Regions from separate parts of the Acanthopagrus latus genome. Here region 2 is linked to region 1. The links are chromatin contacts, called in public Hi-C maps. All regions are on one chromosome and are shown on one strand. The core of a region is the stretch at or near the end of the contact, and the rest is flanking DNA. Distances in the headings are between cores, read along the strand shown. Region 1 holds the start of matr3l1.1 (matrin 3-like 1.1). Region 2 holds the start of LOC119007556 (ubiquitin-conjugating enzyme E2 2-like).

The links. Hi-C and Micro-C count contacts between places; a contact is called where the count stands out from the background.
Region 2: a contact with region 1 is called in a Hi-C map of muscle, with 4 times the contacts expected there. The contact joins the promoter of LOC119007556 here to the promoter of matr3l1.1 in region 1. A contact is called at or near these places in 3 of 4 Hi-C or Micro-C datasets (all in muscle).

Annotation. Positions count from the first base shown.
Region 1 is chr18:1,200,331-1,206,791 of fAcaLat1.1, forward strand. matr3l1.1 (matrin 3-like 1.1) reads right to left here and starts at 2,553. Exons shown (of 24, transcript XM_037076332.1): 1 at 2,402-2,553; 2 at 1,836-2,049; 3 at 1-794. The coding sequence starts at 765.
Region 2 is chr18:1,662,805-1,669,482 of fAcaLat1.1, forward strand. LOC119007556 (ubiquitin-conjugating enzyme E2 2-like) reads left to right here and starts at 1,866. Exons shown (of 7, transcript XM_037077316.1): 1 at 1,866-2,262; 2 at 5,833-5,896; 3 at 5,977-6,008; 4 at 6,120-6,197; 5 at 6,418-6,523. The coding sequence starts at 2,239. It overlaps LOC119007875 (a long non-coding RNA gene), which reads right to left and starts at 556. Exons shown (of 4, transcript XR_005071257.1): 1 at 428-556; 2 at 231-287.

The DNA.
Region 1 (6,461 bases), core at 1,303-3,802:
TTTCTGATGGAGCTGCTCAAGCGGAGGAGCTGACCTGTGATCAGCTGATCCTGACCCAGAGAAACGGGAAGCTTGAGTTCTTTTGGCTCCTGCCGAGCTGAAAGCGTTTAGGTCCTGAGAGGGACCCGGACTGGCACCTCTGCCCACCTTACCATACTCAGAGGGTCCCAGTCTGTGGTGGTAGTCCACCACGGAGCCAGAGGAGGAGGATGATGGTGGATGGAGCCTGACAGAGCCAGTGGTCCTGGGGTTGCCCCAGCGATCCAGGTCAGATGAAAGAGGACTGGTGACCTGGTCCAACAGGCACTGGAGCGGCGGGCTGTGGTGATGATCCCAGTCAGTGGCAGATAAGTTTACGGCTGGTAGACCTGCAGAGCTGCGAGGATAAGAGGAGCAAGATGAGGAGGAGGAGGAAAGAACACTGGGAGCGAGAGGTGCGATTGGACCCCTCTTCCCTTTGATCTGTTGGAGGACATGAGGAAGAGACTCGACGTTGAGGACATCTTCGGGCAGCTTGGCGAGCAGAGCCAGGTCAGCAGGCTCCAGACCACAGCTGCTCAGGATGCTGAGGGCGCCGTCCTGTGACCACTGAACTCCTCTGGAGGATGAGGAGGAGGAGGACGGGAAGGACGAGGAGCAGGACTCCTGAGGTGGCCTGTAAAAGTCGTGGTCTGGCGGGGCATGACGGCGGTCAGACGAACTGTAGGGCCCAGGTCTGAGATCAGAGTCGAGTGGCGGTCGTCTGTATGGGTAGTTGTGAGACATGATGGGAGAAGAAACGCTTGCGGCGTTTCCTGCAGACAGAAGGTGTCAGGGAAGACAGGAGATGTCAAATGTGACTTACAGTGACGGAAAGGTTGAAGACTGTTCATCCTGAAAGCAATTCACTGAGCAAGATGAGCAGTTCAGATCTCAGAGCAGACACCTGAGGACTGATGTACATGAAACAAGGCTCAGATACAGAAACAGATGGCGCTCCATCTGCAGGCGCTGGGCTCAGCAACTAATTCACAGCTTCAGATGATTTGTTGCTGCAGAGTAACAAATGTGTTTCACTCTCAGGAGAAAGATCTTTCAAATTCTCACAGGAAACACTTTCTTGTTGTATATACATGTAAAAGATATTCATTAAAAAAGATCTCATGTGTTTCTGCCACAGAAAATATGTCTTGTTCTAAAAATATGTCAAATCCATGTATGTTACAGTATTTATCATCAGAAACATATCTGGATGTTCTTACAGACTGATGAAACTGCGTTTACTTTATTATCTGCAGCCAATCATACGTCTCCTTCCATCTGCAGACAAACCAAACCTGCTGTCATTTTAATGACACATCGCCAGGATGAAGACTTTAGTGCTCATGTTAATTAACGTGCAGGGTCCAGTGTTTGAATAAAACAAACAAACAAAGCTCTGATTAGACACTAACTCAGAAGTATGATGTAACATCCTGTAAAACACTGGTGTACCCGGTTACATCTGACAGATTCTGTACTGCTATGAATCTCAACACTACTGCAGTATTACTCACAGTACACCAACTGTTGGTAATGTCTACTGCTACTGTGTGTAACTTTGAGCTTTGTTGCTCTTGTTTAGTCTATTATTTTACATACAATACGTTTAAAGCAACATTATGCAGAAATGCCACCCTGCCACCTTTCTAGCTTCACACTGTTCTGGGGCCTTCTTTTCTTGTAGAAATAGGTTTATATCTAATACTCCATTAATACTAATGAGGTGATCTACAAAACTATGCAGAGCTGCTTTAAGGTGAAACAATGACAAAGTGTTGCTTTAACTGTTATATAGGTTCTACATCTTTGTGTACCTGTGCTGCTGTAACACGTGAGTTTCCTGCTCTGGGATCAACGATGGATTATCTGATCTGATCAATAAGAAGTCAATAATACCGAACACTGGTGTCAGAGTCTCTACTGTGAGGCTCTTCTGTGTTTTACTGTATACCACTATGCATTCATCATGCTTAGGACTGAAAGTGTTCTCCCAGCTGTTTGTGACGAAAAGAGGAGGAGCCAGTGAACCTGAGGCAGAAGAGATAAGAGTTGTTCAGAACCACTACAGAACCGTACCAGCAGACAGAGTAGTTATAGCAGAACATGAAGACTCATCAGAACAGAAACACAGAACATTCAGAGATACGTAGCCACTTTCGTGTGAATATAACTGTTTATAAGCTAATGCTACTGAAGATAATAGCCAAGCTGGTGAATGACATGTTGGTCAGCGTCCTGTTGAGTCTCAGAGCTTATGTGTGGATTCAGTTTACATTCATCTGTATGAGACCAGACGTTATTTCAACATGCTAACAGCGTTAGCTTTCCGAGCATCATCACGGTTATCTTACAACAGAGATGAGCTGAGCAGCGAGCTTACCTCAAGAGAAACACCGGACTCCTTAACACAGCTCCGAGTCGTTCATTAAGACAGGAAGCAACAAGGGACGACTTTGTTTTAACTGCAGACAGTTGCATTAAAAAGGAGCTAACAGCTAATAGCTAGCAAACTTACAGGCTAGAGGGATTCTTCTTCTACGACTATGACGGTCTTCAGACCAAACTAGGCTGAACCACCACCCCCTGCTGCTGTGGACAACTCACTGCGATTTTTTCAATTGCTTAGGCACGATTTCGAATAGAGGGCTCGGTTTTTCAAAACACGACACACAATTAGCACAACCATACACACAATTAGCAGAACACCTTGCAAAATGAAACGCTCTTGTAAAAACTATACACTACTTTATAAAAATGATATTTTCTTACCATATGAAAACACACACGTTTCATATGACTTAATTCTGTCTGAACCAGTTACACACTGCTGCGCTTAACCTAAAAACACTTTTAGCAATTCTACTCATTAGTTATTTGAGTAATGTAAGTGAAGTACACAGAGAAAGTGCAAATATACAATACTAAAAATTCACCAAATACAACACAAGACCAATGCTGAAGAGTGATGAAAATATACGTTATTTATCTAAATCAGTCAAAATTTCAACAAAAGATGTTCATGCTACAACGGTACTGTGCATAACACCAAAAAATAAAATACACACCCAATCAAAAAAAAAAAGAAAAGAAAAGAAAAGAAAATCCAGCAGGGAAAATATTAGGGATTATCTCTTCGCCAAGCTGGATCAGGCCAGAGAATTTCATCGTCATCACAGGCGATATCTTCATTAGCAAGACGACGAGGGAAGAACCGCCGTGCATTTCTCTGAGATTGCATTATTGGCCAGAATCATGTTTGTGATTGCTCTTTCTTGTTCTTGTGTGAAAACAGGCCCCCTCCCTCCTTGTTGCTCTCGAACCTGAATCCTATGTGGAAAGAAATACATAGGATCTCACAGGAACCAGCATGAACAGTGCTGATATGGTAAATACTATGCAGTTGATAACTTTTGTAGAAAGATTTGTTAACCTAACCTGTTTTCTTGTCTAAATGTCCTGATCACAGATGCCACTGTATCTCTGCTAAGATTTGGCTGAACTCTCAGTCCAGCCTCCCTCAGCGTCAGTCCGTGGTTCACCACATGGTCAACTAATGTTGCCCAAATTTCATTTTGGTCCTCTCCTTCTTAGGGCATGTATTCCTGCTTCCGGTCTTCCTCTGCCTCGTCCTCGTCCTCTTCCTCTTCCTCTACCTCCACCTCCGCCTTGACCTCTGGCATGGCCTCTGCCTTCACCTCCTTCTCCTTCTCTTTGAATTCCTCCTCTCATTCTGACTCTTCCTCATCTCACTCGTTCCATTGTGGTAGAAGACAGGTGAACTCACCTGCTGCCTTTTTGTAGTGCTTGAACCTGATTTGTGTGTCTACAATTACGCAATCATGTGTTGGTGCACCTGAGTGTTGTGTTTAACCAATTAGATAATGAGTGTGGTCATTTGAAAGTCATCGCTTTGGAATTTGCAAGGAAGTGACATCATGATATGCATCTGTGTCTAATGTATACAAGTGTGTTTAGTGTTTTGCAATTTTACTGTGTGCAGTCATTTGCAAACAGTGTGAAGCTGACATTGTGCTTATAGCTGTGCTGATCTGGTCTGGAGTTTTGCTCCTTGAGTGTAAGTTTTTTATAATTGTGTACGACTTTTGATTTTAGTGTTTATGCAATCCAAAAAAAACTGTAAAAACAAATGACATGTTAATTAAATAATAAAATAAATAAATAATAAAAGAAAACCATGAAAAAATTAATACCAATTAAAATAAACAAAATAAAATAAATAAAATATGAATAGATAAGATACAGAAAACATGAATAAATCAAGGTTTATATTTAAGTATCTATATCTAACGGTTGTCTGACAAAGATAGATAAAGAAATACATACAATTAACTTTACATACTTATGTGGTAGACATTGTATATATATATATATATATATATATATATATATATATATATATATATATATATATATATATATATATATATATATATATATATGTATATTTCTCAGACAGGGGCCTGAGTGTCTCATGTCATATGATGTTTTGACCGTAGGGATGCGCTGTAGGACAGTTTTCAAACCAAACACCGTCCATAGTTGCAGACACACTGACCTCATCTCCTTCATCAGCCAGTGATTCAAATCTGCCGAATGAAAACAGAAATCAGCAGGACTCAGACACATCCAGCACGACCGCTTCACTGCTCCACGCAACTTTATAATAATCAAACTGTTCGCTTAAAGTCAATTTCCATGCACAAAATGACTTTTAGTTTTCTCTTTCTGGCCTCTAGAACAAAACCAAAGCTTCCAGCATCAACAGTCTATATTATTATATAACCCTGTATTATATATATCTCAGATGGTCTTCATGTTCACTTTATTGTGCGTAATTTTATAGAGATAGTTTTACAGATGAAAACATTTAATGTAAAACAATTTTTAACAAAGATTGTTTGATATGACTTTTAATGATTGAGTTGATTTGACTTTCAATGCGATTTTTTTTTTTTATATTATGATTAGATGAAAATAAGAAGTTTATCCATCCGGTCAAAATAAATTATTAGAAATATAGCTGTTGATCTCATGTCACCGTCAATTGACAGGCTTTCTGTACTGTCGCCTGGACTTTATCATGACATTTTAGAGTCTTCTCGTTCACGTTGGCCTTAAATCCTCGATGACATGCTTCAGAAATACACTCAGATAAAACACAGGATGCATTTAACAAAGAGAAGAACAAATGAGGAGACACGTAAAAACATAAAGTAACAACATCAACATGTAACTGAATCAAACGTTTCTCTTTCACTGTCCGTGCTGTTTCCGCCCTGCACTCAAACGTCAGCAGGTAGGTGGTGTTGGTGGTGGTGAAGCAGCAGGCGGCGCCACAGACCACACGGTAAACAGGTCAGCGTCCGTCTATTTCACTCTGATGAGTTTGTGGAAATAAGATGATAAAATACGGTTTATGATATTTTACATAAATTCTGCTCAGTCTGAAACAGTTCATCATGTTTTTATTGTTGAAAAGAATATTTATTCTGTCTTTGTTGAATCCAACGACAGGCGCTCTGATGCGCATTTTTCAGCCTCATTTAAATAAAATTACAAAAATAAAACATGATTCAAATAAAAACCGTGCTTGCGTTTGAGGAAAATACAGAACCACATCCAGTTTATTGTAACACAAACACTGATAATATAATTATAGCTTTAAAACAGTCAAATAAAATATGAAGATGACAGAAAGTGTAGAAACGTCCATAACCTGCTGCAGAAATGATTGAACAATAAATCAAATCAAATCAAATCAAATCAAATCAAATCAAATCAAATCAAATCAAATCAAATCAAATCAATAAATCACAGGTGTCCTGACTGAGACAGATAATTTAAAACAAAGCCATAAAGTCTGTGGAAGAGAAATTATAAAAAATAAAAAAAATAGAATCATGAAACGAAAAAATCAGCTGATTTAAATTTGACTGAATTAATTTAATTGCACGGAAACTAAAAATACTTTTAGTAAAAACGTCACCTAAATCACATGTGTCCAGATTTACTGTACACTATAGTGTGAATGGAAACAAGGAGAATAATAATCATTGTTCAACAAAATGTATTTTACATTATCATCACTTGAGACAGAAACATATTCAGTTTAATTTATCTCTCAAACACAATCTTCATGTTTATAACTCAGCTTCACACAAACAATCATGTTAAATATGAAAAATGAAGAAAATATATATGTAAATAATAAATAAAATGTCTCCAGACTCATGAAGTGAGTTGCCAGTGAGAGTCAGTCGGACAGGTGCGTCACCTGAACGCCACATGACATGTTCGAGCCACGTGTTGTTAATAAAACACACATTAAATGTGATGATCTTAAAAACAGTCGACAGAGTAAAATATGACAGAAAACATGCAGGTTGATCATTTTGACTTATTTTCCAAAATCTGAAATT
Region 2 (6,678 bases), core at 616-3,115, 460 kb after region 1:
GAAGCTCCTTTTAATGTCTTTACATTCTGCTGGCTGGCTGGTTTCCCTCCACAAAGTTTAATGTTAATCTATAACATTACATTGTAATTGATTAGTTGATTATATTTTGCATTAATACTCTGAACATGCAAAAAGTTATCAAATTAATTAAGTTAAAAAGTAAAATGTTTGCCTCTGAATTGAAGCAGAGACTGGCAGCCTGATACTCAAGTGAAATACAGGTAAATTACCTCAGAACAGTACTCCAGTACTTGATTACTTCCACCATTTGCAGCAGGTTCAGTTATCTGCAGTAGGACACAAGAAGCTAACGTTAGCTGATGGCTAATGCTAAGCTAAAGCTTGTCTGTGCTAATTTCAGAGTTTAACTTTCAAGCTAATGTTAAAACCTCATTGAAATATGAATTGACAGTTAATTTTTACTGACATGTGTCTCATAAGTCATAACAATGCTGTGTCCATGAAACTGTTGTGCTGAAGGTCACAGACATTTTGTGGTCAGGATGCATGTCATGAAGTCATGAAGATGCCCTGGGCTCGTTCAGTCAGGTGAGTGCTCCACCTCCTCCACCCATTCCTTCGCCACCTGCTCCACCTCCTCCACCTCCACCCACTCCTCCGCCGACTGCTCCAACTCCACCTCCACCTTATTATTCATTTTTCAAATATGAAAACATAGCCAAAAAATGTACAAACTTTCCTCATAAGAACTTTTTATTCGTACATTTTGATGTTTACAACAGGGTTTTAAGACCAATGTTAGACCAAAATAGTTTAGAAATGAATGACGTCAACATATTTTGCGTTAGTTTTTTTTTTTTTTTTTTTTTTTAAACAAAATCTATGGAAGCCGAAATTGAAATTGGCTATATATATATATATAAAGAAAAATCCATGGCCAATTTCGGCTTCCGTAGATTATATATATATATATATATATATATATATATATATATATATATATATATATATATATATATATATATATATATATATATATATATATATATATATATACACTGTTATCTCGTGATAATGACTTATTATCTCATTATCTCGATATAACAAAGGTTGTTTTCTCGTGATAACGCATTAATTATGTTCGTCTTGATTTCAACCTACAAGAGCTGCCACGAACGGCTGCCGTAGCCGTCTGCAGCTGTAGCCTACCGGTGAGTTACACTTCACGTTAGTTTGTTTACTTGACTGGGTTTGTTTAGGAGCTACCAGTTAGCAGATGAGAGGCTGACAAACTCCCATCTATCCGGCTGCTTCAGCTAAGGTAACGTAAATGTAGGCTAACGTTAACTTAGCAATGTAAAGTGAAACGTAATTAATATGTGTTCATTTAATTTTACGGATATCACATCATTAATTAATTAATTATCACGAGAAAACAAATGCTGTTATGTCGAGATAACCAGATAATAAGTCATTATCACGAGATAACAGTGCATAAAAAAAGGAAAATCCATGGCCTTTCTTGGCTTCTGTAAAAATCATAACATTACAAATAAAATGGTACTTTTTGCATACAATCGAGAAAATGAGAATACAGCCACACATTGTTAAAGGAAATACTTAACATTTCTTTAATCATGCCGTAAAATTATGATGAACATGATATATATATTTAATTAGGGGGGCAAGTCAGAGCTTTATTCCGTTAATATCTTGACTTATAATTAAAATCAGAACTTATTTCGTCCTAAAATGTTACAACTGATTCTATTAATGTGTATTCTTCTTGATGATATAACTCTACAAAATATTTTGACTCTTGCTTTTATTCCACCTCATGAACCGTCGTTATGTCGACGGCCATGTTGTTGGGTGCAGTTTCTGTGGTGCCTTGAAATAGAATCAGAGTGAGACCTCCTGCTCCCGGTCCTCTGACAGCTGCGCTCTGTGGGTAACGGAAGACATTTTGAGCCTCTGCGGTCGGTCCGGTCCATTATTCGAGTGTCAGCCTGAAGCCGGGGCTGACGTGCAGTGGAGTCAGTCTCCACACTGAGCTTTATTCGGTGAAAAAGACAAGATTAAAAATTTAACAGTTTGAAGTTTACCCGGCGTATGTGTAGCATAGCTAGCTTAGCTTAGCGTCTGAAGCCAGCCACAAAAGCTAGCAAAGTCCTAGATGCTAGTTAGTTAGCGGTACCTAGCTGGCCTGCCCTCCTCCTCCTCCTCCTCCTCTTCCTCCACCTTCTCCTCGACAGCCGGTCCCTTCACGCAGACACAATGGCTTTAAAACGAATTTCCAAGGTAACGAGCCTCCTTATTATCATATTTAACGATAACCACAGTCTGACTTGGTCGTGTTCAGATGTTTGTGCCGTTAACTCTCAGCTAGCTAGCAGCTTTAGCTTGTTCTCAGCCAGACAGCTGCTGCCGATGAAACATTTGGTTTAAACGGTCAGATCGTAGCCGGGGTTTGGTTCATGCTCCGAGGGGACGTGTAGAGGTATTTTCTGTGTTGTGTTCACGTGTATCGGTGTTCCTTGAGACCGGGTTTGGACGGAGCCCCCCGCGGCGGTCTGTAAGGCTTCATATGAAACAATGGTCCAATTTACTTAGCTGATGTTAGCTTTAATTAGCCTCAGTGTCAGGCCTTTGACTCAGATCTTCCCTCACTTACTTCTGTTCATATTCAGTTAAATAACAGTTTAATCTGCAGTTATTTAGTAATATCAGCTTCTGTGTTGTCCACATTCAGCTTTCGGTTGTGAGTTTCAGCTGTTCTCACCCTGAGATCTGTCTTACAGGTGTACACTCAATAAAATTAAGATTATATCACAATGTACACAAGATTCACACAACGGTTGATTGTGGTCTCACCTCCATGTCAATTGGGAACCTAAATTAAAACAGTCATTTACATTGCTGAGAAGTCCGTATGATATTTCTTTAAATTTACACATTTTAACGTTTTATGTCTTTTAAGTTTTCCTCACATAAAACACTCCACATAATAGGTAAGACGACCCCCCAGGTTATGTGTTAAATGGGTCAATATTTTATCTTTGAATAAGAGTCAAACAACATCAAAAATCTGATCAAGGCTTGGTGTGTAAAACCATTCATTATCATTAATTCTGGTGTGTTATATTTCCACTGTGTTTATATTGATACATTGTGTCAGTTATAAAATTAATCACACACTATTTTGATAATCTGTTAATCACTTTGAGTAATTTTTTGAGAATAAATTATTTCTTCCTCAGTGTGTGATATCAGTTTGTTAAATGTGGATATTTTCCTGTTTCTTTCCTCCTCTGTGACAGTAAACTGAAGATCTGTTGAGTTGCAGACAAAACAAGACAGCTGAGATCAATTGATTACAGTCAGTTCAGTTAGTCTTACCAAATAATCTTTGGGTTGTCGATATTTGGCAATGTGCAAGATTGAAATCACACGAGCTGCAGTAGTTTTTCTATTGGTAAAATACGAGACCAGAACATGTTTTTGTTTTTTTTTGTTTTTTTTTTTGAAGAACTGAGGTGCTGCTGAACTAAAACTCTTATTCTCCAGTCATGAGAGAACATGACTGTTTGGTGCGGACTACATCTGTTATGATATCGGATTTTCATGAATTCTCAGTGATGATATTATCCTGATATCTATAGAAAATCTAAAACAAAGAATTATTATCTTAGTTTGTTGTATTTTCTCTTTTTTTGTTTTTGTCAAAAAAACACAACTCTCCAAAAAGAGCAAATGCACTTCATGAATAGTGAAAAGGAAACCAGATGAACTGATAAACAAAGGATTGACAACCAGATTATTCATACATATTATCATGTGTATTAATAACACTACATCAGTACTTCTTTTTTTTTTTAACATCATGGTTATCGTCAACACTGTTCCATCAACACAGACCCAGCAGAGCCAAATGAAACACAAAATCACCATTGCCTCCTCGAGCTGTGATTTTATTTTATTGAAATAATTTGCACCTTTTTATTATATTTGTGCTGAAACAGCTGCACACAAATTTCCTTCAGGATGAATAAAGTTCTGTCTTGTTTCAGTTTGAACAGTGTTTCTGAGCTATTTCCGAGTCACAAGATGCCATTTGGTGTGTTTTTCACACAATGATAACAGTTAAATAGAATTTGATGTCAGTGAGTTCTCAAGTTATTAGTGGTGTGTAGTCCAACAATCCCTGTGTTCAGAGGAAGGAAAGATGAGTATGTCTGCCCTCCTGTTAAAAACTGTGCTGTAAAAGTAAGCAGATTCATGTAGATTAAAATAATAAACAATGCAAAGACTATAACTATTCAGTTTAGTTGAAATGTGTTCAGGAAGCTGTCTTATGTGCTTTTTAAAGATGATGCTGGTCAAACAAACGTGAGTAAAAACCAAAGTCAAAGTATCACAAAGGTCATTTTATTATCCTTTTCACTTCCGGTGTTTCAGTGTCTTGAAAGCCAATTTAACTTCCCTTTTTTATATTTGAACAACAGGAACTCATGCAGGTGAAAAGAATCAGGCAGCTCATGTTCTTAATGATATTTTATAAATCGATTTAATATACACTTTTAATCATTAAGGAAAAACTCTGTTGTACACAGTGAGAGATACAAAGAGGAACCAGTGTCTGAGGGGGTTTTCCAGGCAACATATGTAGTGGAACATGACTTTATATTTTTAGAAGAGATCAATAAAACCAGTAAAATATTTAATTAATAACCACAATATTGTGTGTACGTGTAATATCTGCTCTCCCAGCTGCCTGTCACAGTCAGTGTCTGAATTCCTGAACGTTTTCTCTCCTCAGTCAGACCTGAAAGCTGAGCTGTGTGTGAGCCCGTATGTCACATACCAACACACACACACACACACACACACACACACACACACACACACACACACACACACACACAGTTTGGCTTCAGGGAGACCTGCAGGCTGGAAATCCAAAGCGGTCGTCCTATAAGCAGCCGTGTGTTTTCTCCTGAACTGGCCTCCGACTCCTCTGTCCACACAGTAAAAATAGAGCTACTGCTTGCACATCAATAAAGCCTGTGTGTCTGTTTGTTTCTAATGCTGCCTTCACATGGCACAGAGAGCGAGGGCTTCATGTGTGAGCTGCTAAAGTTCAGCCTTCAGAATGTGTCTGTTGTAAGACAGATCCTGTTTGATAAATGACAAATGTGTGGTCGTTTGTTGATTGTTTGATCATATAACTAAAGCTATCAAGTCTAAAGATCAGCAATGAATTCTCTCATCATCAATATCAGACATTCTGCTGTTTCTCTTCCTCTACAAAGATATTAAACTGGATATCTTTGTGTTTTGGCTGATACAAACAGTGATTGTTTCTGTGAAATTGGCTCAGGAAAGGACAGACAGGAAAGTCTATTTATTATTCATTAATTAACATTTACAGTCTTGTAACCTTAAACAAATCCCAGAACCCCTGAATCTGAACTCTAAAATTCAGAGGAGCCTTCAGTGGTAATTTATTGAATTTTGTCATCTTAAATAAGACTAACACATTAGAACCACACTAGATGAACTGGTTCAATTAGTCGTGTGTGTGTGTGAGTGAGTGACATGCAAAACACTAAATGACCACAGACAAACATGAAGCATGTTCTATCAGCAGTTTCATTGGTTCAAGACAGATGAGTGTAAAATAACTTAGACCAAACAGGAAACAGACGTGAACACAATGTTCAGACTGATCAGAGCCACCACAGATCCTCTGACAGATCAACAGATTCTCTAGTGTGAGCATTTATGTGATGAATGTGTCTTATTTTCCAGATGACACGATGTTAGAAACCTTAACATCCAACTGATTTAAGATTTCGGTCTTGTTTTCAGGAGCTAACTGATCTGTCCAGAGATCCTCCGGCTCAGTGCTCTGCTGGACCTGTCGGAGAAGACAGTAAGACACATTTTATACATCATGTGTTCATGTGACACAGTAGATGTTCTTTATTGACTTTGTTCCTTTATTTTCTCCAGTGTTTCATTGGCAAGCTACTATTATGGGCCCTGTAAGTAACAAACTGCACTGCACTGCTAATATCAGTTGCATGTTAACTGTAGTGAGGCGAGCTTGCGTGTAATGACATAAGTGTGTAACCTGTGTGTGTTTTCTGTTGCAGCCTGACAGTCCCTATCAGGGCGGTGTGTTTTTCCTCACTATTCATTTCCCCACAGATTATCCCTTCAAACCACCCAAGGTCAGTAAACACCTCCATAAACTCAAGCTGCCCGAAACACCACGATACACAACATACGACACAATGCAGTCAGTGGAGAAAGAGACAGTTGTGTTGTTCTTCGGTACATCTTGTAACAATTACCCTGTGAAGTTTTAAAATGAAACAAAGATGAAACCAAAATGACAGAGAAACAATGGAAGCTGTTCTGATCTGTTTCTCCTGTTTCCTCCTCCTTCAGGTCGCCTTCACAACAAGAATTTATCACCCAAATATTAACAGTAACGGCAGCATCTGCTTGGATATATTGAGATCGCAGTGGTCTCCAGCATTAACTATCTCTAAAGGTACGAACTAATGATGTGAACAGCAGTCTGACTTTTACTCAGAGCAGAGACTGAAACAAGACCGACCATTTAGAAGTGAACTAGTGAAGTGTGATGGTTTTATCTTTGTTAAACAGTTATAGATCTTTTATTCAGACACAAAATTCAATCAAAAG